2 separate regions of the Callithrix jacchus genome follow, and region 2 is linked to region 1. The links are chromatin contacts, called in public Hi-C maps. All regions are on one chromosome and are shown on one strand. Each heading gives the region's core, a stretch centred on a gene start, on an enhancer-like site or on the middle of the called end of the contact. The rest is flanking DNA. Distances are from core to core; before and after follow the strand shown.

Region 1 (4,603 bases), core at 1,553-4,052:
TCCTTCTTCCTGCTGCCCCCTCTCAGCTTGATCAACACTGTTGGGCAAAAATTTGCCTTTAAGGATGAAGAGTGAAAGCCCCTCCCCACTTGCAAAATATAAATGCAACCAGAAGGGATCTGCCATCACCTTTCAGCTTCTGGAGGAGGGAAGCAGCTGGATGGTGGCCTCCTCCACAGGGACCATTCTCAACTGTGGGGCAGGAGTGGCCTCTAGTGGTCATGGGGATCATGGCCAGCATCACCCCAGCTTGCAGGTGGAGCCAGGGGGCTAAGCACCTACTTTATTCATGATCCAGTCAGCATCTTCAATGGCTCTTTTAATAATTTGCTGGATTCTCTCAGGGTTGTCTTCATCTGAATGAACTCGAAAACTCTGCAAGTTTAAACATAAAAAAAGATGACCAGATGAAATTCCCAGGACCAGCAGCTTCAGAGCACCAGTCATGGGCAGGTACACTGCTGGGCACTTCATACCCAGCAACTCTCTTCATCCTCCATAGATGGTGATGATTGTCCCCTGTGGAGACAAGGAAACAGGCTCAGAGATCCTCACTTGCTGCAGAACAATAGCATTTGAATCCCAGTCTGTGTGACTGCAAAGCATGTATTCCTGCCACCAGGGGAGGTGCAAAAACTGGCCCCCAAGGTACCCCAAAATCAAGCTGGGCCCAAAGGCTATCAGGCCATGGAGGCCAAAGGGAACTTCCATCTCTCTTCCTCAGAGGAAGCTGCTTTCCCCAGGGTGAGATCTCTGCATGGGCTTCACAACAGGGAGGAATAAGTAGGGCTTCTCCAGATAGCCACACAGGGAAGGGAAGGGAGTTAGTAGAGAGAGTGGCTTCAGGAAATCCACCAGGTTGGATGCAGAGCATGGGCCGCTGTTTGCTTTTGACCAGATATTCACCCTTGAGAAGCAACCTAAGATTCAAAAAGAACTTGCACTGGGTACAATGGCTCACCGCTGGGTGCGGTGGCTCATCCCAGCACTTTGGGAGACTAAGGCAGGCCTCCCAAAGTGCTGGGCCACCTGAGGTCACAAGTTCCAGACCAGCCTGACCAACATCAGAGAAACTAAAAACACAGAATTAGCCAGGCATGGTGGTGCATGCCTATAATCCCAGCTACTCGGGAGGCTGTGGCAAGAGAAATGCTTGAACCTGGGAGGTGGAGGCTATAGTGAGTCCAGATCACGCCACTATACTCGTCTCAAAAAAAAAAAAAAAAAAAAAAAAAAAAAAAACTGGCACCTTCCTCCCCTGTCACTCCCAACCCCACACATCCTCCTGCTCCTCTTTGGGAGCCCCCTCAGCATCCACCTCTGGGATGCCCTCCCTGACTCCCTAGACAGCTATCTGCTCCCTTCTCCATGTTTCCACAGCCCTCTGTGGCTACTGCTACCTCCACTTTTTTTTTTACTTTCCATACTATATTTGTATGAATTTTAGCTAACTTTCTATTTGGAAATGATTTCTCACTTACAGAAGGTTGTGGTAATATATAAAGAATTCCTACCAGAATCACCAATTGTTAATATTTTGCTACACTCGCTTTATTGTTCTCTTTCTCTATGTATACGTTTTTTCAGAAGCATTTAAGAGTAAGTGCAGACACACTGCCCTTGCCCCTAAACATCCCTGTGTGTATATCCTAATGACAAGGGCGGTCTCTGACACGACCACAACAATTAAATTTGGAAGACTTAATATTGACACACTATGATCTAGAGCCCATATTCCAATTTCATGCACTGCCCCAGCAATAGTCCTTTTTTTTTTTTTTTTTTGTGAGACAGGATCTCACCTGTCACCTAGGGGAGAACGCAGTGGCACAATCACAGTTCACTGCAGTCTTGACCTCCTGGGCTCAAGCAATCCTCCCATCTCATTTGTTAATTTTTTTTGGAAACAAGGTCTTAGTATGTTGCCCAGGTTGGTCTTGAACTCCTGAGCTCAAACAATCTGCCTACCTCAGCCTCCCAAAGTGCTGGGATTACGGGCGTGAGCCACCACACCCATAATCCGTAATATTCTTTTTTTTTTTTTAATTTATTTTTATTTTATTTATTTTTTTTTTTTTGAGACGGAGTTGCGCTCCTGTTACCCAGGCGGGAGTGCAATGGCGCGATCTCGGCTCACCGCAACCTCCGCCTCCTGGGTTCAGGCAATTCTCCTGCCTCAGCCTCCTGAGTAGCTGGGATTACAGGCACGCGCCACCATGCCCAGCTAATTTTTTGTATCTTTAGTAGAGACGGGGTTTCACCATGTTGACCAGGCTGGTCTTGAACTCCTGACCTCAGGTGAACCACCCACCTCGGCCTCCCAAAGTGCTAGGATTTACAGGTGTGAGCCAGCACACCCGGCCCGTAATACTCTTTACAGCTATTTTTTTTCGGGTCTAGGATCCAATCTGGAATCACACATTACATTTAGTCACCATGTCTCTTGAGTTCTCTAATCCAGAACACTCTGCCTTTCTTTGTTTCACGACACTGACATTTTTGATGAGGACAGGTCAATTAATTATGTGGTGGATGGCCTCTCGATTATACCTGATGTTTTCTCAGGATTAAATTCAAGTTGTGCACTGTTGGCAGGGATGCCTTTGAGATGATGTCGTGCTTCACAGTCTATTTTAACTACCCGCTTAGCTGCCTCATGCATGCCCTAGAACAGCTAGTGTGCTGGGTGATGCACCCTCTGTTTCCTGGACAGAGAGGAGCTGGGCAGCCCAGCACTGGTTTCCTGTGGCTCTTACCACACTGCCACTTCACCACCATCGGAGAGACTAGCCCCATGCCCTGGCCTCTGACCCACGCCCCCAAGCCTGCCATCGGAGGCAGTCCCAGACCCGGTGGACCCAGCTCACACCTGCCTGATGGCATGCTTGTAATGCTGCTGGATGCCCTTGGTCGGCAGCTGCCGGCAACAGCGCAGCAAATATCGGTAGAGCTGCAGTGGCTTCTGAACCAGTTCTGCCCCTGGCAGCGGGGCCATCTGTGAGACCCTCTGTCCCTGGAAAACAAGGAGCATCACTTCTTCTAGGGCACCAAGCCAAGTTCTAGACTCAGCTCTGGCCCCCAGGTCCCAGCACTCTGGGAAGCTGGCATGGTTGGTACAGAGGCCCAGTGCCCCTCCTGTCCCACCCCATGGAGCCTGCATCTTGGGCTGGGCTGGGTGTTTAGCCCTGCAGAAGCCCCAGCCCAGAGCAGGCCCGCAAGGACCAAGAGTGAGTGTGGAGGGAAATATACAGCCTCATCCCTGGCGTCTTCTTTCTGGCACTCAACTTCAGGTGGTGTGTGAGTAGGTGTCCCTCACAGGCAGGGTAGGGGAGACAAGCAGGAAGACCCTGAGGGGCAATCACTAGGAAACCAGCTCTGACATTAGCCATGGCTGGCAAGAGCACAGGCCACGGAGGGGAGAATGCCCACAGGCCTGAGCCTCGAAACTCAAAGTATGCTCCTGAACCAGCAAAACCCACAGCAGCGGGAGTTTGTCAGAAATGCAGTCTCAGGCCCCATCCCAGGCCCACCAGATCAACCTGCATTTTAACAAGGATGCCAGGAGATTTGCATGCACATTTTAAAGTTTGAGAAGCATGAATCTAGGGGGCTCTGTACAAAGACACTGGACAGAGTCATCATGGTACACCCAGAGCCTGGGCACATGACTTCATTTTACTATGAGTTATGATCAGAATCACAATGGGCTGGATGAGGTGGCTCACACCTGTAAGGTGGGCAGATCACTTAAGGTCAGGAGTTCAAGACCAGCCTGGCCAACACAGTGAAACCCTGTCTCTACTAAAAATACAAAATTAGCCAGGCTTGGTGGTGCACGCCTGTAATCCCAACTACTCTGGAGGCTGAGGCAGGAGAATCGCTCTACCCCAGAAGTGGAGATGGCAGTGAGCTGAGATTGAAACACTGCACTTCAGCCTGGGCAATGCAGCAAGACTCCATCTCAAAAAAAAAAAAGAATCACAATGAGCACTTGTTTGTCTCTATTTACATGTAATTAATGCACACATAAGAAAACCAGGCACAGAGAGGTCTGGCAACCTGCCCAAGATCACACAGCTGATAAAGGTGGAGCTTGGATTTGAACTCGGACAGAGTGGCCCCAGAGTCTTATTCTAAAAAATAAATAAATAAATAAAGGCTGTATTGAGGTACAGTTGACATATAGCCAACTTCATAAAGTATATAATTTTGTAAGTGTAGCCACAGGTACACACTGGAGAAGTGAGCACTATAATCAAGACAGTAAACATATCCATCATCCCCAAAAGTTACCGCATGCCTTTTGTAATCCCTCCCTCACGCCCTCTCGACGTCCCCAACCCTAGGCAGCTACTGCTCTGCTTTCTATCACTAGAATTGTGCGCATTTTCCAGAGTTTCGCATAAATGGAATTACACAGCATACTCTCTTTGTGTCTGCAGAACCCACATGTTTCTCTATATTAAGGCTCTCTCTAAGTAACTCACAACTCTAGCCTAACCTCCTTTTTTTTAAGGGAACGATGAGAGTATAGATTGTTTTAAATGGCAAGTTCTAGAACATATGGGCTTGCTAAGCTTTCATCAAGCTCCTGCCTGAACCT
Region 2 (4,603 bases), core at 1,048-3,547, 51 kb before region 1:
TATCCATTCATCAATTGATGGGCATTTGAGTTGTTTCTATTTTTGGTCATTGCGAATATTGCTGTTCAAATATAAACATTTGTGTGAACATATACTTTCAATTCTCTTGGAGTAGAATTGTTGGGTCACAGGGAAACTTTATGTTCAATTTTTTGAGGAACTGCCAGACTATTTTCTAAAGTGGCTGCTGCACCATTTTACATCACTGCCAGCATAGTGAGAGGGCTCCAATCAGTCCACATCCTTGACAACACCAGTAATGGGCTTTCTTTTTTTATATAGCTTCTTGTGGATGTGAAGTCGTCAATGGACCATCAACAAATGAGTGAGTGGCAAGCTGATGGATGGATGGATGGATGGATGGATGGATGGATGGATGGATGAATGGATGGATGGGTGGGTGGGTGGATGGATGGATGGATGGTTGAATGGATGGGTGGATGGATGGATGGATGGATGGATGGATAGATGGATGGGTTGATGGATGGTTGGATGGATGGATGGATGGATGGATGGATGGATGGATCAATGGGTGGATGGATGGGTAGATGGATGGATGGGTGGATGGATGGGTAGATGGATGGATGGGTGGATGGATGGATGGATGGATGGGTCAGTGGGTGGATGGATGGATGGATGGATGGATGGATGGATGGATGGATGGATGGATGTGTGGATGGGTGGATGTGTGGATGGGTGGATGGATGGACATATGGGGGTAGATGTCTGACCCTGAGCTCTGAGCTCTGATTTTGGTGGGAGAGCCTGCTCTCCTGGGGACCTGCATCAAGTAGAGACATAGCAACTGCAGCCTACCCTTTACCATGCCTTTGTTCTCGGTGGCTCTTAAGCACACAGGTGATCGGGATTCCTCTAAGCCCATGGAAGGCCCTGGAGGGGGGCATTCTGGATGGCACAAGCTCTATTACTCATCAGTTTCAGTTTCATCTGTGAAATGGAAGGAGAAAGAGAAAAGGTATACAAGTTTCTGCATAGGGTGTGGTACATTGCAGGTCTGCAATAAATGGGAGTTTCCTTTTTCCAGTCTGTTTCTCATCCAATGTGTACATAAATGCCCCTCCACTAATTATCTACTGGAAAAGAGCTTGAGAAATGAGATACTGGAAAGGGTGGAGTTCAGGGAAACCAGGCAAGAGATTTATATATGGCAGGAAGCTGCAGCAGGTCATTAAGTGTGTGGGAGTCACAGAGCAACCCCAGGAGGATTGTCACAGGTGTCAGAAGGGGATCTCCTCCTAGCCATTTGCATCCTCAAGCACCACCTTACTGTCAGGAAGACCTGAGCCTCCTAATTAGGCCTTTGGATGGGCAGGGGAGAAGGCAGCATCTAACTAGTGCTGATCTGAAATCAACTGCAGGTCCCCACACAAACCCCACAGAAGGGTGAACCAGATTCCAAGGCAAATGAATTGTATCCATTATGCCAACCTTCATAGACAAGGAATGGCCGCTCAGAGCCTCGCAGCAAGAGGGATGTTAAAGTTCTGTGTTTTTAAGGCTCAGTGGGAAAAAGTAGCCACCCACATCTGCCCTGGGCAGATGACCAATGACCCGTATTTACTGCCTCTGTTCTACACCAGTATAAGATTAGCTGTCTGTTGGGTAATTTCAATGTAAATAGTTTGTTACTTGGGGCAGTTGAAAGGTCCGGATGAAAGAAGAGGGGATTAAAATAAATTGCTGGACGTGGGAGTGGCAGCAGCGGTGCCCACCTGAGGCTCCAGGCGGCAATGAGTGTTGAGTGCTTAGTTTATGGAGTGCTCAGCGGAAGTTGTCACTACCCTCTTATGAGAGGCCAGCAGCACCATGAGCCAGGCCCACTTTGGGAAGATTCTTGGCTCTTTGTGTGACTCAGCTTCTTCAGGGGACAATGGCGACATATGTCACAGGGCTGCTGTTTATCTTGCCAAACGATGTCATGCACGTGGATGAAAAAGGGAATGTGGGAAATACCTGCTCTCAGTCTTGCCCGAAGTGAAAACTAAAGCCTGCAGTGGGTTGAGAGAGGTGGAGAAAATGTGAGAAAAACAGCAGCTCTGTGACTGCAACTTTGCCCCAGGTCCTGGTTGTGTCTTTAATTCCACATCATTTATCTTGTCTTGAGTACGTAACTGCTATCCAGAACTCCTCTTCAGCCCATCTGCCCTGGCCTGGGCTACTTCTGAGGGGTTTCCTGGGCCTGTCTCCCTGCTGTGTATCATGTGACCCCCTCCAGTTGCCTGGACAAGGGTGGGCACGTCACCAGGGGCAGCCAGCAGCCTCAGAGGTAGCCCAGTGGACCCTCAGACTCTGCGGGTTTGAACTGGAGACAGAGGAGGAGCAGTTGGTAGGAGGGCTGATATCCAAAAGCACCCCCAGAGAGATAACAGATGGAGCAGAATGGCACGCAGAAGCAGCCTGCAGGGGGGTGCGCAGGGCAGGTTGCTGCAGGAGGAGCAGGGACCGAGGGGTTTAGCTCCGGACCAGGACGCCACAGCCTGGCAGGGTGGAGAGAACCCAAGCCCTAAAGAACTGCCTTCAGGGTCCCAAACTCTCCCCAGGCTGCACGATTCCTGCCAAGTGGTCCAGCTTCCTTATTGCCCAAAGTATTTTACCATAACCTCTTGTTCTCTGGAGGAAACCATGTGAGGGACTTTCATTTTTGCAGCTTGGTGACAGAGCCTGGCACAGACACTATTGGTTAATTGAGGAAGTCTGCTGTTTTATGGCACACTGAGAGCAAGCAGTATGCAGGGATTGAGGAAGGAGAGGCGTATGGACGATGATAAGGGACGACCCTGGAAAGCACCCTGATACGGCACTGGCTGGGGTTCTGAGAAAGCTGATAACTTTGCCGAATTTCGTTGGAAAGGCTATCAACCTTTTATAACCCTATAATGACTTTATCAAACCACTGCTTTTATGATCTCTTGGTGAACCCATCAGTCCACCTAGAACGTGGAGATTCCTGGGTTTTCTCCCCATGAGGTGAGAGAGGTTGAATCACTTGCATGAGGTTACATGGCAATTACCACCTAACTCAGGGACTCCTTCAGGGAGATCCTCAGGTCCCCTGTCCGTCTGAATATACTTATCCCCATGTAACTCAGAGTGTCAAGAGGATGAAGGAGGATTCCTAGGACAAGTAGCACCTAAACACGGTTTGGTGGTTTTTTTTGTTTTGTTTTAAGACAGGGTCTCACTCTGTTGCCCAGGCTGGAGACAGTGGTGTGGTCACAGCTCTCTGCAGCCTCGACCTCTTGGGCTCAACTGATCCTCCTGCCTTAGCCTCCTGAGTAGCTAGAACTACAGGTGCATGCCACCACACCTAGCTAACTTTCTTTTTTTTGGTAGAGATGGGGTCTAGATTTGTTGCCCAGGATGATCTCAAACTCCTGGGCTCAAGAGATCTGCCTACCACAGCCTCCCAAAGTGCTGGGATTACAAGTGTGAGCCATCACACCTGGCCTGAGCATCTTTTTACATCCTTGTGTATCTTCCTTGGTGAAGTGTCCATTCAAACCTTTGCTCAATCTCTAAATTTGTTTCTTTTTTCTATTCTTTTCCTCTTCTTCTTCTTCTTCTTCTTCTTCTTCTTCTTCTTCTTCTTCTTCTTCTTCTTCTTCTTCTTCTTTCTTCTTCTTCTTCTTCTTGTTTTATTTAGATAAGGTCTCCTCTGTTGCCCAGGCTAGAGTGCAGTTGCAATCTTGGCTCACTGCAACCTCTGCCTCCCAGATTCAAGCGATTCTCCTGCCTCAGCCTCCCAAGTAGCTGGGATTACAGGTGCCTGCCACTGTTAGGGACTAATTTTTGTAGTTTTAGTAGAGACATGGTTTCGCCATGTTAGCCAGACTGTTCTCAAACTCTTGACCTCAAGTGATCCACCTGCCTCAGCCTCCCAAAGTGCTGGGATTCTACCATGCCTGGCCCCAGTCTTTAAATGTGTTGTTTTCTGACTGTTGAGTTTTGTGGATTCTTTCTGTAGACTGGGTACAGATCCCTTGTTGGATATGGGGGTTGCAAATATTTTCTCCCAGTCTTTTCAGTTTCTTAAAGTGTATCTTGCAAAGCAAAAGTGTTACATTTTAATGAACTACAACTTGTTGATGTTATTTTGTATGGATCACTGAGCACAGTTTTGAAGAACATACTCACTGAACTGACAAGAGAAGAATGGGAGTTCCAGGCAAAGCAAACAACAATGCAAATACACTGAGGCCTGGAAAAGTTGGCTGGGGTTGGGGAACTCTAAGCACAGTTGACCCTTGAACAATGTCGGGGTTAGGGGAACTGACTCCTGCACAGTCTAAAATCTGTATAACATTTGACTCCCCAAAAACTTTACTAATAGCCTACTGTTGACCAGAAACCTTACTGTTAATCAACCTAACAGTTGATTAACACATATTTTGTATATGTATTAAATATTAAATATGTGTTCTTACAGTAAAGTAAACTAAAGAAAAAAAGTCATTAAGACAATCATAAGTGGCCGGGCAAGGTGGCTCATACCTGTAATCCCAATAATTTAGGAGGATGAGGCGAGAGGATCACTTAAGGCCAAAAGTTTGAGTCTAGCCTGGGCAACAAAGCGAGACCCTGT

Evidence for each region. Hi-C and Micro-C count contacts between places; a contact is called where the count stands out from the background.
Region 2: a contact with region 1 is called in a Hi-C map of induced pluripotent stem cells, with 3 times the contacts expected there. The contact joins two enhancer-like sites. A contact is called at or near these places in 3 of 3 Hi-C or Micro-C datasets (induced pluripotent stem cells and skeletal muscle).

Annotation. Positions count from the first base shown.
Region 1 is chr5:105,670,515-105,675,117 of calJac240_pri, reverse strand. LYRM9 (LYR motif containing 9) reads right to left here. Exons shown (of 6, transcript XR_013535816.1): 2 at 2,874-3,013; 3 at 477-519; 4 at 283-375. Among named protein-coding and RNA genes, the nearest start is that of LYRM9, 13 kb to the right of the region's middle. Within about 2 kb of position 2,802, at least 3 of the 16 cell types and tissues checked have an H3K27ac peak or open chromatin away from gene starts, as enhancers often do.
Region 2 is chr5:105,721,330-105,725,932 of calJac240_pri, reverse strand. LYRM9 (LYR motif containing 9) reads right to left here. Exons shown (of 6, transcript XR_013535816.1): 6 at 817-948. Among named protein-coding and RNA genes, the nearest start is that of NOS2, 12 kb to the left of the region's middle. Within about 2 kb of position 2,297, at least 2 of the 16 cell types and tissues checked have an H3K27ac peak or open chromatin away from gene starts, as enhancers often do.